Linked DNA regions of Mus musculus: all the other regions are linked to region 2. Evidence: chromatin contacts called from public HiChIP or PLAC-seq and promoter capture Hi-C data. All regions are on one chromosome and are shown on one strand. The core of a region is the stretch at or near the end of the contact, and the rest is flanking DNA. Distances in the headings are between cores, read along the strand shown.

Region 1 (2,860 bases), core at 341-2,840, 630 kb after region 2:
GTTGCTCATCTCTTAAGGTCCTTTTGAGGATCAAACAAGATGCAGCCATCCACCGAGTGAATTAGATCATGACAGGCCTCCACTCAAAACACTACAAAGGACTGCTAGGAGTCTTAGTCGTTTTCTATTGCTGTGCTAAAACATCATGACCAAGGCAACTTATTTTTAAAAAGCATTTGTTTGGGGCTTATTATTTCAGAGGGTTAGAATCCAGGACCATTACTATGGGAGATAGCAGCAGGCTGGCAGACATGGCACTAGAGCAGTAGGTAAGAGCTCACATCTTGAACCACATCATAAGGCAGAAAGAGAGAAAAAGAGATTGGGAATGGCCAGAGTCTTTTGAGACCTCAAAGCCTGGCCTCCTCTAATAGGATATACTTCTTAATTCTTCCCAAGCAGTTCTATAAACTGGGGACCAAACATTTAATCTATGAGCCTTTGGTGGCGGTGGGGGCTTCTGTAGGAAATGGGGTAGGAGTGGATAGGCTCATTCAAGCCACTAGGAAATTCAGAAGGGGTTTAAGTCTTTAGTAGAGACTTGGCGTCTTGCCTCTGTCTACGTCTCTGCCCACTCCTGTGTCTCACAGAGCTTATGTGTCCCTGTTCTCCAGCCCTTGCCCTTGTGCCTTGTCACCAAAGGCCTATCCACTCTGATAGGAATACTTCCTCCAATGTGTCTCTAGCCTTAAGGTCACACCATTCCGTTTCAGGTTCACTTCCCAAGGAACCTTTTTCCCCCCCGCAAGCCTGAACTATCACCCAGCATTCTAATTTATTTAACCTAAATGGTGTCTCTTTCTGACTTTAATTGCCACCCTGTGTTCTGTGACATGTTCACTTGCTTCCAGTCTGTCTCTTCTTTTGAAATGGGAAATCTCTGATGGCAAATATGCTTTCTTCACGGATGTCTTCCCAGCTGGCCCTCAAATAATTAATGAATACCTTACGAGAGTTTCTCTACCCAGTGCTTGGCACACAGTACTGTCTCAATAAACAGCAATTCTTCCTCCAACCTTCTTGGCAAGGAGACTGAGCTGAAGATAAGACAGTCTGAGGGTGGTGGCCGCTGTTAGGGAAGCTGCCACCTCTTCTCTCCCTCCCTCCTTCTCTTCCCTCCTCATCCCTCTTCCTCCTTCCTCCTTTTCCCTCCTCCTCTTCTTCTAGCTCCTTGGATCTTTATACACCCCAATAACTATATTCTGCAGAGCCTAACAAAGTAAATTCTCATTTTATATTTTAATCAATTTGTTCCACATAAAGTATGTCTAGGGCGATAAGAGCAAGTGTTAGGAAAAAAAAAAACACTAGACAATTCACAGAATTTGCCCACCAGTTCCTGTCTTCTAGCACGGTTTGACTTGAGAAAAAGAGCCAAGGAGAGAGAAAAGACCACACCGACTCTGCAGGGGTGAGCATCAGGATTAATTAGAGAAGCTTCCCTAATGACCCTTGCTATTGAAAAATGCATGAATGGAAACCATTTCTGCCCTCTGCTTTGTGAATGAACGGAATAGAGGAGTTTGTGGGAACGAAGCCATCCCCCACGGTGCAATGCTCCATCCACACCTCCTGGGTGACTCATGCGCTTGTGGAGCTTGTGGAGCCCAGACTGTGTGGCCTCGGCAGTGGGAAAAGGAGGAGGAGGAGGCAGTGGGAAAGACACATTGGCAGGTGCTCTGCAAGTGTGTTAGCAGATCCTGAGCCACTGGGACCCAGGGGGCTCACGGGAGGTTTGTGAGGGAGGGGGATGCCTGAGCCTAGCTAGAGCTAAGCTGATGAGATTAACTAGGTCAAGGGTGTGTGGAGAGGATGGTGTAGAAGGAGAAGTTTCCTAGGCAGAGGGGTGGGCATCATGGAAAGCTGAATCTGCAGTCTGTGATCTATTTCTACCACTGTAGATATGTGTCTTTTTCTGTGTCTCAGGTTCTTCAGGTTTAATAAGCTCTGGATTAAATGTTTGTTCCAAAACTTCCATCAGAATAAGAATTCTGTTGGCTCATATGAAGTCATCTTTGCCTCTCACCCCTACTAGGTCCTTTTGGCCCCTAAGTTCACTCATATTTTCCATTTCGTTTCTTTCTCTACACCCTCCTCCAAACACAGCTCCTTCTTTGTTTTCTTATAAGTCACCAAGGCTAATAACTAAAAGCTTATTTAGTGCCTCTGGGGATATCTGTTGGGACAGAAGAAATGACAAATTGCTACACTAGCATTGGCTCCTAAATTTAAATACAGTAGAAATGTTTGAGATGGAATAATGCAGACGTTAAATACCAAGATTGCCCAAGAGATTTTGAATTCTGTAGAGCTAACATTTTGGTAAAGAGAATACTTTTAAACTTATTGCATAGTCATTTTAATTAATCACCATGACTGTGCTATCACTAACAGGCACAGAACACCAGGCTGCCCAAACCATGCCACGCTGGTGTCTGTTTACTTTGAGCTAAAGACAAATGAGAAGAGTATATGGAAGACAGGTTCCTGCTTCCCTTTCTGCTCCTAATCTGGGTATGAGTTTCCCTTGGTGAAGATACCCATGCTGCCTCAGTCCTCACCACGAAGGGAGATAACTCTATCCCTGATGAGTCTGCATAGATAACCCTTACTTACTAAGATAATCCTTATCTTTCATTAATTTCCTGTATAGACTCACTTCCCTACAATTTACCAAACCTAAAATCCCAAACACTGCTCTTTTGTCTTGTCATTTCTTCACAAACTATTGCTGGTTTATGAACTCTCAGGCCTAACTCTCTTTGGGGCCTACCTCCTTTCCTGTGGAACTCCTAGGCATATACAGAAATTGAAATACTACATCATTTTGTGTGTCCCTTTCCACCATCAATCTGCCTTC
Region 2 (3,185 bases), core at 584-3,083:
AAAATAGTTCAGGTTGAATAATATTTGAAAAAATAAAATAAAAGCCAGATACTACACTGTTTTCACTGGAGCTCAGTCATCAGCACGGAGTTTCTGGATAGGCGCAATAATCCACACTGGCCAGAGAGGGCAGTGTGTACCCACTGAAAAGGCACAGGCAGCGGAGCTGCAATTCCTTGAGTACCTCTGGAGATTGCCCTATCCAATTCAGTTTCCTTGAGTTCTGCAGGTAAAGCTGTGTAACAGATCCAACTGAGTGTTGCGGGAGGCTACTCTCATATAGTCGTGTCATTATGATGCTGGCAACCCTACTATGGTGGGTTCACAATTAGAATGAAGAGAATTCCTCTAAAGCAGCAGAAATCCATTTGTGCATGTGGTTCATTTATTATTAAAGAGTGAAACAAAATGTTAATTTCCAAGGAAATAACTACATAATCAGGAGTTAAAGCAGCTACAGAATTTTTTATTTGTTTTTATATAATAAAATTATTAAGAATTTATGGATTAACTGAAATAAATATTCACTGGCTAGAAGGTTAGTGGTTATCTTGGCACAGTCTGAACATAAAAGTATTGATATGCATATAGTTAGGTAGGTAAATATTTAAATTAAATGGCTGTAACGTCAATTAGTAATTTATGAATATTTGTCCAATTATGAAGTTTGTCTAAAACGTTGTTAGTTCAAGAACAACAAAAAGTTCCACTGAACTTTCTAACAAAACAAATTTGAAAATAAGGTGTTAACACGTACCAGGAAAACACCAAAATGTGTAATTGTGCAAATATCAGGATTCAGTGCTAAAAATGTAAGCGCCAGTATTTTAACACTGTCATACTTTCTCTCTTAATATAAGAGGATTTAAAAAAAAAAACCCATTCAGATATTATTCATTTGCAATTAAATCATTTGGGGAAAAGGAAGTCATTTGCTGAAAGGCGGTGCTTTTTCTTGAGATTTATGAAAGGATCAATCCAGGACGAGTTCTGGAATAAACTTTGCCTCTCAATGTAAACCATCTAGAAATATTTATCTGAAACAGCACCTCCGCGGAGAGGCAGCCTCTCAGTGGCTTTAGGAGCTCGATGCTGTCAGCTCGCCGGCCGCTGCCGACCCGTGCATCCTCCGCACAGGACTCATGAGGCAGCGGGACTCGGCGATCCCGGGAAGGCAGCGCGGGGCGCGGGGCGCGGGGGGCATGCAGGGCCGCCGCGCAGCCCCGAGCCCGCAGTGGTGCCGCAGCCTCCCGGCCGCAGCAGGTGGGACCCGCGGGAGGCGCGGACATTGGGGGCTTCTCCGAAACCGCTGCGGCGCGTCGGAGTTGGGGCTTTCGTGGTTTGTGTGCTACCACTTTCTGCGGTGGCAACCTGGGGCCACCGGCCTTCGCTTCGCACACTTTGCAAGGCGCGGAGTCGCCGGCGTCCCCCGGAGCGAGCTCGCAGCGGCGGCGGGCGGCCTGGCCCAGACAAAGGGCGCGAAGGCGGCGGCGGAGCGGAGCGGAGCGCGGCCTGGCCCGCAAGGGGGCGCTGCCCGCACCCGCGCTTACCTTTGAGGACCGCGCAGAGCTGCTCCAGGGCCATGTTCCTCAGCGTCGGCGCTCCGAGAGCGCCCGAGGCGGCGGCGCGGTGGTCACGGCCCGGCGGGGTAGCTTCGCTCCGTCCCCATCGCCGGCCGCCGCCGCTTCCTAGCAGCGGGCGCAGCGCCTCGGCCCGCCGTGCCGGGTCCCCGACGGCCGCCGCCTCTCGGCGGGCTGAGGAAAGCCAGCGGCGGACGCTCCCGCGGCGGGCTCCCTTGAAGTGGCGCGCGCCGGGAGCCCCGGCTCATTTAAGCAGCGAGCGCAGCGCCGCGTGCCGGCCGCGGGGCCACTGCGCACGCGCAGCCCCGCCCTCCCGCGTGCCCCGCCCGCCACTCGCTTCCCGGGCCTCGCGCGCGGCCCACCCCTCCCTGCCGGTGTCTTCTCGAAGCCTTGAGCTCCCCAGGTCCGATTTTTCCATCCCCTCTCGGAGGACCTCAAGCTCAGGTGCTTGAAAACGTCTGCTCAGCCTTGCTGATCTCGGTGGAAGGGAGACCCCCGCGGGGGCCCTGGAGGTGCCCGGGTGAGTTCCCCCGGCCAGCAGTAAGGGTTGTTGCACCTACTGAACCTTCTCCAACAGTTGCCAGGCACAGCGCTGCTTGAGGAATCCTCACTCCCAGTCCTCGCCACAGTGGGCTGAAAGCTCCACGCCAGCCAGAAAAGTGAAACTTTGTTCTAGCTGCAGAGACAGGCGCGACTGAATGCAGACTGGGTCTCCCCAAGGCCACCCCTAACCACAGCCGTACAGACGGACCGCTGAGCGCCACCGGAAAGGAATTATATGTGCCTTGGATAGTTTGTGCATGATCTCGTCTTCCTCCAGCTCTTGTGCATTGAAATTGTCTTGCTGGCAGAGCTGCTTCATCCTACTGAAATAGAAATGACTTGAATGCAGGCGGGCTACAGTCATTTATTGGTTTGAGTTATGTGCATATAACAATGACTGGTATTGGGGGGCCTACCAATATTAAGTCCCTACCGTAATTGATCTGATATATAAATGTTTATCTAGCAAATTATGGCTAATTAGAACGTCCAGCAACTGAACAAAATATTCCAAGGGTGTCACATTCTTTCTTTTCTTGGATCGCTCTAAGAAAGTCACAGAAGTATAAGCAATTAACAAGTTTATAAATAAAACCAATTAACACCTATTAGCATAAAGTTGTTTAGCCCTTTGCTGTGTGCTTCAGTGGTTATGAAAGATGTGTGATTTGGGGCTTATAAGGTGATCACCTGCAGTTAAATTAAAATTGCACCCAGGAACCAGTGAATAAGGCATTTTAGAACCTTTTCCACAAATAAAATAATGATAAATGGGGACAGCAGTTAATAATTCAGTTTAAGTCCTGGGCAAGAGTGGATAAAGAAACTGGGAAGCCCTTTGAGTTTCTGGATCAACAATGCATAGTTGTTGATGGAGGAAAAGAAAAAAAACCCAAAAAACAAAAAACAGCCTGTATGATGTCATCAGAGAACGCTCCATGAAAAAGGGGAGAAAGAAGATGGAAAATGTTTGGATGGCAAGTGAAGAGGAGGGGTGTAGTCATGATTGTCAAGTGTCAGGTAAGATGCAAGTGTGAGCAGGGAATTTGGGACAAGTGTCAT
Region 3 (3,176 bases), core at 275-2,774, 570 kb after region 2:
TGAGGGAGCGGCACATATGAGGTTGGAGGCAGCTTTGATTCAGGCTGCTGATAGTTATTTTCCTCCCTTCCATGGTCTCTTCTGTTTGGTTTTCATTATGACTTGTGTCCTGGAGAAATTTCCCAAGAGTTGTAGGGTCCTTAAAGGCTCTCTCTCTCTCTCTCTCCCTGGCAAAAGCAATCATTGCCAATGGCAGGTGTTGACTGAGCATCAGAAAGAGAAGAGGGAAAAATAGGATTTTTTTTTTGAGTCTACTTTGCATATGAGAGAAAACCTGAGGAGAGTGACCTTGAATGAACCCCAAGAATTCGGGCTGGAATGACCTTTAGCTGTGAATAGAACAGGATGCTCACTCCCTGGGTGTAAGCAGCAGGTCATGCAACAGCTCAGATGACACACCCTCCCCATCTGCTCTGAGGTTTGCTTTAACCCAGGGAAGAAACATAAAGCACACCTGCAACTTCCCTGGCCTCTCTTCTGTGGCCCAGGGGATGTAAAATGGCTCTACTATCTGGATCCCAAGAGAGAACAATACAGATAACCATGCCAAAGGTGATGCTCTCCACTCAGAGCAGCTGCCACGGTTACTCTTTTTCTGACTCACGTTAACTCACCTTCACTTTATAGTGAGTGTCTAAGGATCTGAGAATTGCTAAGGGACTCAAGATAAATACAGAATTTGGGGAAGTGGGAGAATTTTCAAGGTCCAGGCATTGACATTCTGCTCCAGTTGCTCACTCTTCCTCCTGCCATCAGCCTTTGGAGCATCTATCGATCAACCCATCGATCCACTGGGAAGTGCACATTTCAAGCAAGTTTCTCCAGCAGCACTCTTAAGCGATCAGTGTTTCTATAACTCATTATGGAACAGGCAACAATTGCCCTGTTGGGTTTATGTAGTTGTGAGCCTCAAGTGAGGTGAGGGGGTGAGACATTAAGTGCAGCACAAATGAATACACTTTCATCCATCTGATAAGTGCTTATTGGGAATGTTAGTGTCAGAAGCAATTTTGCTTGTTTGCTGAGGCTTTGAGAACATTAACTCTCAAGAGCATCATTTTGGGGATGAAGTTGATTTCATTGTACTGGGTTGTCCACAGTCTTAACACATCCCTTTCAAGAGCTCCGTGACCACTATTGATTACAGACATAAGTACAGACACCTGAACTTGTACTTCACTAATGTCCTTCCTTTAACTTCTACGGTCTGTGGTGTTCACAGCACAGATACGCACTTTCTAAGAACACAGTTTTGCTCACTCACACAAGTCCACGTTCATGTAAATGCAGCTGGTATGGTGTACAATAGTGTTTGAAAGGAACCAATTTTTGAAACGATGGTGTGGAATAGGATGAGTTCTCTCTGGTTCTGAGTCTTCAAAAGCCATTTGTACTTTAAGGGCCCATTTGGAGAAGTGGGAAGAAAATCCCACTCTGCCAGCATGACTCAGGGCTGAAGAGCAAAGCAGTTTTAGGACCAAGAGGCAGAAGTAATACTACACTGGGTTAGTGGTATCCATGGCAACGTCAGAGCCTGGTAAAGTTAATAAGCCTGCTTTCAGAACTCAGCTGCTCTCCTTGGTGCGGATGGGGCCTGGCTTGGCTCCTTTTTATGTTTTTATGCCTGTCTTAGCTGATGCTTGTGCTGAATGCACCAATCCCTTCCCATTGCCTAACTGAGCAGGGCTGATGGCAGCCTACTTGGAACGGCTGGCCATGAGGAAGCCTTAGTGTATGTAGCCTTTGAGGGTACCTGTGAGATGCAGAGTTATCAGCTCCATTCTCATCATGCAAAATAAAGACTTCTTTACTTAGCCACAAGGTCAGTTTGCTGGGGAACTTCTCAGCCTTGCCTTCTGTTCTTGCTACTTCAGTCCATGCCTGTTGGTGGCTCTGTATGGCTCAGCCACTCCATGTGAGCAATGAATGTTTAATCCCAGCTCAGTCACTCAACACTTAATTCTTCCTCTTTGTGATGTAGGATATGTGATCACCGTGTGAACCCCAAGATTGTGAACTGGATAAACCTTGTTGTGGTGTGGCTCAGCCCTAGCACATGGCTTTAATCCAAGACCTTTCTGTAAACAAGAACTCAATAAAGTCAACGATAGACCAAGAGGCAGATTAAGCAACCAATTGTCAGGGAGTGAGCATAAGAAAACCCAGGAAAGAGAAGGAGAGTCTCTGAGTTGAAGGGTATAAAGACAGAGTGCAGAAGGAGGAGGGGCTTTTCCTTCTGGGACACCAGTGGAGTGGGAAGGTCAGCTGGGTACTTTCTCTGACTCTGTGAGCTAGCCGGCTTCCACCACAGCATCTGGCTTCTGTGCCTTCACTGATAAATCGAACGTTTGGGATTCTGTTTTTGTTTTTGTTTTTGTTTTGTTTTGTTTTGTTTGTTTTTAATGAGGATTAAGCAGTTTATTTTATATTCAGTCTACAAGACCCGGCATGCGGTAAACCCATGTCTCACTTATAAGAGGCAATGAAATCATAATTAAAAACAATGTGCCTTGTGCCATATGATTTTTTTATTTTCTTTATTTACAGTTCAAATTTTAATCCCCTCTCCTAGTTTCCCCTCTGAAAACCCCCTATCCCATCCCACCTCCCCCTGTTCACCAACCCACCCACTCTCACTTCCCTGTCCTGCCATCCCCCTACACTGGGGAATAGAGCCTTCTCAGGACCAAGGGCCTCTTCTCCCACTGATGTCCAACAAGCCCAACCTCTGCTACATAGGCAGCTGGAGCCATGGGTCCCTCCATGTGTACTTTTGGTTGGTGGTTTACTCCTTGGGAGCCCTGGGGGTACTAGTTGGTTCATATTGTTGTCCCTCCTATGGGGCTGCAAACCCCTTCAGCTCCTTTGGGTCCTTTTCTAGTTCCTCCATTGGGGACCCTGTGCTCAGTCCAATGATTGGCTGCAAGCATCCACCTCTGTATTTGTCAGGCACTGGCAGAGCCTCTCAGGAGAGAGCCATATCAGGCTCCTGTCAGCAAGCACTTGTTGGCATCCACAATAGTGTCTGGGTTTGGTGGGGATTTTGTTTTTTAAGAACAGCATCTGTGCCTCAGTTTCCTCACCTTTAGGAAAGTTAACTAATAAGAGAATCTTGCCTAGTATTTACAATGGTGATTACTTCTTTTTTATTTTATGTTTTTATTATTTTACTCTTT
Region 4 (3,113 bases), core at 264-2,763, 650 kb after region 2:
AATGACAGCTTTGCACTGTGAGTCATTAGGTTCTCCATAAAGAATGGATTCACTGAGAGAATATCGCATACCATCACTCTCAGTGTGGGCTGGGCAGCTCCTCATGAGTCACCCTGGACAGTAGATGACAGACATCTTCATTATTCTCTGCACCGATGACTCAGTCTGAGCTCCTTGATGAAAAGTATCACTGGTTTTTATTTCTTTACTATATTGTCTGGTTGAATAAGCTAATCACAAGGAACAAAGCACACTTTTCACAAGCCATGTGTGCTTGGATGAGTTACCCACCCACTCTGAACCTCATTTATAATTATAAAAATTATACAAGATAATTATGTCTGAATGCTAAAATTAAGAGTTTGTATAGGCTGGGGAGATGGCTTTTCAGTAAAATGTTTGCCCTGCATGAGAAGCCCAGGTTTGGTGGTATGTTTGCAGTCCCAGAGCTAGGGAGGCATCCAGACTAGCTGAGTTGGGTAGCATATGGAAAACAGAACTAAACTAAACAAAACAACCACCCAAATGCAAACAAAGTAAATGGCTCCTAAAGAATGACCCTTAAGGTTAACCTCTGGCCTCCTGTGTACTAACACACACACACACACACACACACACACACACACACACACACATTGACATACTGTGTGGAGCTCAAGTGAGCCAACCAAATATAATCTGCACAAGCGACTTCACTCAAACAGAAAAACCACTTGGCAGAGCCCGTCCTGAATGGTAGGGCTGAGGAACTGTAAGCTTAATAATTGGTGGTTGTTTTCAGTCACTACAATGCTTTAGTTTTTATTTCTACTGGGTCAAGAGATGCCCAGATACCAGGTAAGATGTTGTTACTCTGTGTGTCTGTGAAGGTGTTTCTGAAAGAGGCCTTCACTGGGTAGACATTATTCAATCTGTTAATGAAATTGAGCTTCTCCAATTTTATCCAATCCTATTGTAGTGGTTTGAATATGCTGGGCTCTGGGGAGTGGCACTATTAGGAGGCGTGGCCTTGTTGGAGGAAGTGTGTCATTGTGGGTGTGGGCTTTAAGACCCTTGTCCTAGCTACCTGGAAGTCAGTTGTCTGTTTGCCTTTGGAAAAAGATGTAGTGCTCTTAGCTCCTCCAGCACCATGTCTGACTGCCTGAATGCTGCCATGGGTCTCACCATGATGATAATGGACTAAACCTCTGAACCTGTTAGCCAGACCCAATTAAATTTTGTCCTTTATCAGAGTTGCCTTGGTTATGGTATCTCTTCACAGCAATAGAAACCCTAACTAAGACGCCTCTGTTTTGGAAAGGGAAAAGGAACTGCAGTTAAGTTAATTGATCATATGCATGTGACAAACCCCCAGTAAAAAATCCCTGCACTTGCAGTTTCTGCAAACACAGCTTGCTGTAAGTACCCCTTCCCCTGGCTGTTCAACTGGATCCTTTGCACTAACCCTTACAATACATGGGCGAAGGGTTTGTCTGGCTTCAGTGAGCCATGCCAGCAAATGACAGGGATTGAGTCACCAGACCCTCTAACCACAAGGAGTGTGACTGGCCTCTGAAGTAGGCTTGTTTTGGGATGTAGTGGTACCTGGCTCTATCTCCGAGTAGAAAATGTCAAAATTGAGTTGCTCACAGGCTCTCTAGCAGATGCTGAAAAATTGATGTGTGGCCACAGATCTGTTCCACGTGGAGCATATAAGAGAAAACAGTTTGTTCTTCCTGTTACTTTTCCCGCGTGTGGGTTTTCAGAGAGGACTCCACCTTTGAAGGATGACTGAAATCTCACAGATCAGCTTGCTTTGAAATGAAACACCATGTGTGGTGCTATCTGCCTTTACTATAGTAGAACTCACACGTGGGCTGCATGGAAATGATACAGAGGTACAAACTTTACGACACTGACCTGCCCAATCCCAGTCTGTTCTCTTTGCACTCTGTTATGTCCCTTTTGAGGACTGGTGTGAGAGTATCAGGGTTTTCTAAGTTTCTGTCTTATGGCCCATTCTTAAAGGTCCTTGCTCATTGGCAGATAAGAAGCCTCAGAGGAAACAGCTTGCCATTTTCTCCCCTGCTGGGAGTTAGTAAGTTTTAAGATAGGACTGTAGGGGAATTTATAGATTTGGGGGCTTTGTGCCAGACACCAGAAATAAACTGCTGTGTGTGTGTATACATGCATATTAATTGCAGGAGGCTAATGCCAGCCTTCCAGTCCCTCAGACTGTCCAGTGAGATTGAACCCAGTTGACCATAGCAATAATTAGTCCAGTAGCATGTCATGTCTTATTTCCTTTCATGGTCTCACTCTTGTTTATGGAATCACCTCAGATAAACTACCACACATGAATACATTTACCCAAAGTTTGAAGCTTTGCCTTTCTTCTCATTTGTATTGGTCAGGGATTGCTAGAGGAATGGAAGCAATAGGATGTTTAAAATGGATTTATTAGATTGACTTACACTACTTGTGCTGTGTCATCCAACAATAGCTAATCTACATCACATAGTTGCTCAGTCCATGTGGCCTCAGGAGTCCTAGTCTGATGATGAAAGTAGGAAGGAGTTTTGGAGATCTTGGGGCTTCAGTCTGTGTTGAAAGGTCAAAGAAGTTGGGTTTCAATATCAGTGAAGGATGGAAGCAAAGATATCAACAGAGTAGATGCACTCATCAGCAGGAAGCAAAGGTGAGGAGGCAAAGTAAAAAAATCTTTTCTTCCAGACCTCTTTGTATCCAGACATACCCTCATGGACCTGACCAAAAGCATGTTTCTTAGTTGATCTCAGACCCAGGCAAGTTGACATCCAAGATTAAGCAACACCTCAGTGAAGGAGCGATGCATGTGAGCACATAATCTTTACAGGCATGTCATAATTTACTTCTCCATTGCTGTGATAACATACTCTGACAAAAGAAACTTAAGGGAGAGGACGTTTGTTCTGTTTGTTTGGGTTATAGTTGAAGCTACAGTCTGTGGTGGTGAGGGAAATCAAAGTGTCAAGGGTTTGAAGCGGCTGCTCACATTGACTCCACAGTTAAGAAGCAGAGGCTAGTGAATGCTTGTGACCCATTGCCCTTTCCGTTTAATACAGTCCAGTATTCCCTTGTGCAGAGAATGGTTC

Evidence for each region. Promoter capture Hi-C pulls out the DNA fragments that hold promoters and counts their contacts. HiChIP or PLAC-seq counts read pairs in DNA pulled down with a chosen protein or histone mark.
Region 1: an H3K27ac HiChIP or PLAC-seq map of SST interneurons shows a contact between it and region 2, with 7 times the contacts expected there. The contact joins the enhancer-like site here to the promoter of Neto2 in region 2. A contact is called at or near these places in 22 of 39 promoter capture datasets (the 3T3-L1 cell line, 3T3-L1-derived adipocytes, the C10 cell line and 13 more), 1 of 15 datasets of contacts at CTCF or cohesin (large pre-B cells), 3 of 484 Hi-C or Micro-C datasets (cerebellum, cerebral cortex and tail fibroblasts), 10 of 115 datasets of contacts at active chromatin or transcription factors (SST interneurons, acute myeloid leukemia, embryonic forebrain and 6 more) and 4 of 9 other capture datasets (adipose tissue, embryonic stem cells, liver and 1 more).
Region 3: a contact with region 2 is called in an H3K27ac HiChIP or PLAC-seq map of SST interneurons, with 8 times the contacts expected there. The contact joins the enhancer-like site here to the promoter of Neto2 in region 2. A contact is called at or near these places in 18 of 39 promoter capture datasets (the 3T3-L1 cell line, 3T3-L1-derived adipocytes, the C10 cell line and 9 more), 2 of 15 datasets of contacts at CTCF or cohesin (large pre-B cells and pro-B cells), 2 of 484 Hi-C or Micro-C datasets (both in cerebral cortex), 14 of 115 datasets of contacts at active chromatin or transcription factors (SST interneurons, acute myeloid leukemia, astrocytes and 7 more) and 4 of 9 other capture datasets (adipose tissue, embryonic stem cells, liver and 1 more).
Region 4: a contact with region 2 is called in a promoter capture Hi-C map of the SN4741 cell line, with 5 times the contacts expected there. The contact joins the enhancer-like site here to the promoter of Neto2 in region 2. A contact is called at or near these places in 27 of 39 promoter capture datasets (the 3T3-L1 cell line, 3T3-L1-derived adipocytes, the C10 cell line and 15 more), 4 of 15 datasets of contacts at CTCF or cohesin (embryonic stem cells, large pre-B cells, pro-B cells and 1 more), 62 of 484 Hi-C or Micro-C datasets (B cells, the BV-2 cell line, the Ba/F3 cell line and 31 more), 17 of 115 datasets of contacts at active chromatin or transcription factors (astrocytes, a beta-TC-6 cell line, bone marrow-derived dendritic cells and 10 more) and 4 of 9 other capture datasets (adipose tissue, embryonic stem cells, liver and 1 more).

What each region holds. Positions count from the first base shown.
Region 1 is chr8:86,327,236-86,330,095 of GRCm38.p6, forward strand. No RefSeq gene overlaps it. Among named protein-coding and RNA genes, the nearest start is that of Gm33687, 49 kb to the left of the region's middle. Within about 2 kb of position 1,591, at least 23 of the 459 cell types and tissues checked have an H3K27ac peak or open chromatin away from gene starts, as enhancers often do. A contact at or near this core is called in SST interneurons, cerebellum, cerebral cortex and 2 more, where this site is marked.
Region 2 is chr8:85,699,091-85,702,275 of GRCm38.p6, forward strand. Neto2 (neuropilin (NRP) and tolloid (TLL)-like 2) reads right to left here and starts at 1,834. Exons shown (of 9, transcript NM_001357288.1): 1 at 1,551-1,834. The coding sequence starts at 1,584. Mir8109 (microRNA 8109) reads left to right here and starts at 1,815; the gene lies at 1,815-1,931.
Region 3 is chr8:86,272,462-86,275,637 of GRCm38.p6, forward strand. No RefSeq gene overlaps it. Among named protein-coding and RNA genes, the nearest start is that of Gm33687, 5.7 kb to the right of the region's middle. Within about 2 kb of position 1,525, at least 53 of the 459 cell types and tissues checked have an H3K27ac peak or open chromatin away from gene starts, as enhancers often do. A contact at or near this core is called in SST interneurons, cerebral cortex, embryonic limb bud and 2 more, where this site is marked.
Region 4 is chr8:86,350,223-86,353,335 of GRCm38.p6, forward strand. No RefSeq gene overlaps it. Among named protein-coding and RNA genes, the nearest start is that of Gm33687, 72 kb to the left of the region's middle. Within about 2 kb of position 1,514, at least 14 of the 459 cell types and tissues checked have an H3K27ac peak or open chromatin away from gene starts, as enhancers often do. A contact at or near this core is called in the SN4741 cell line and embryonic fibroblasts, where this site is marked.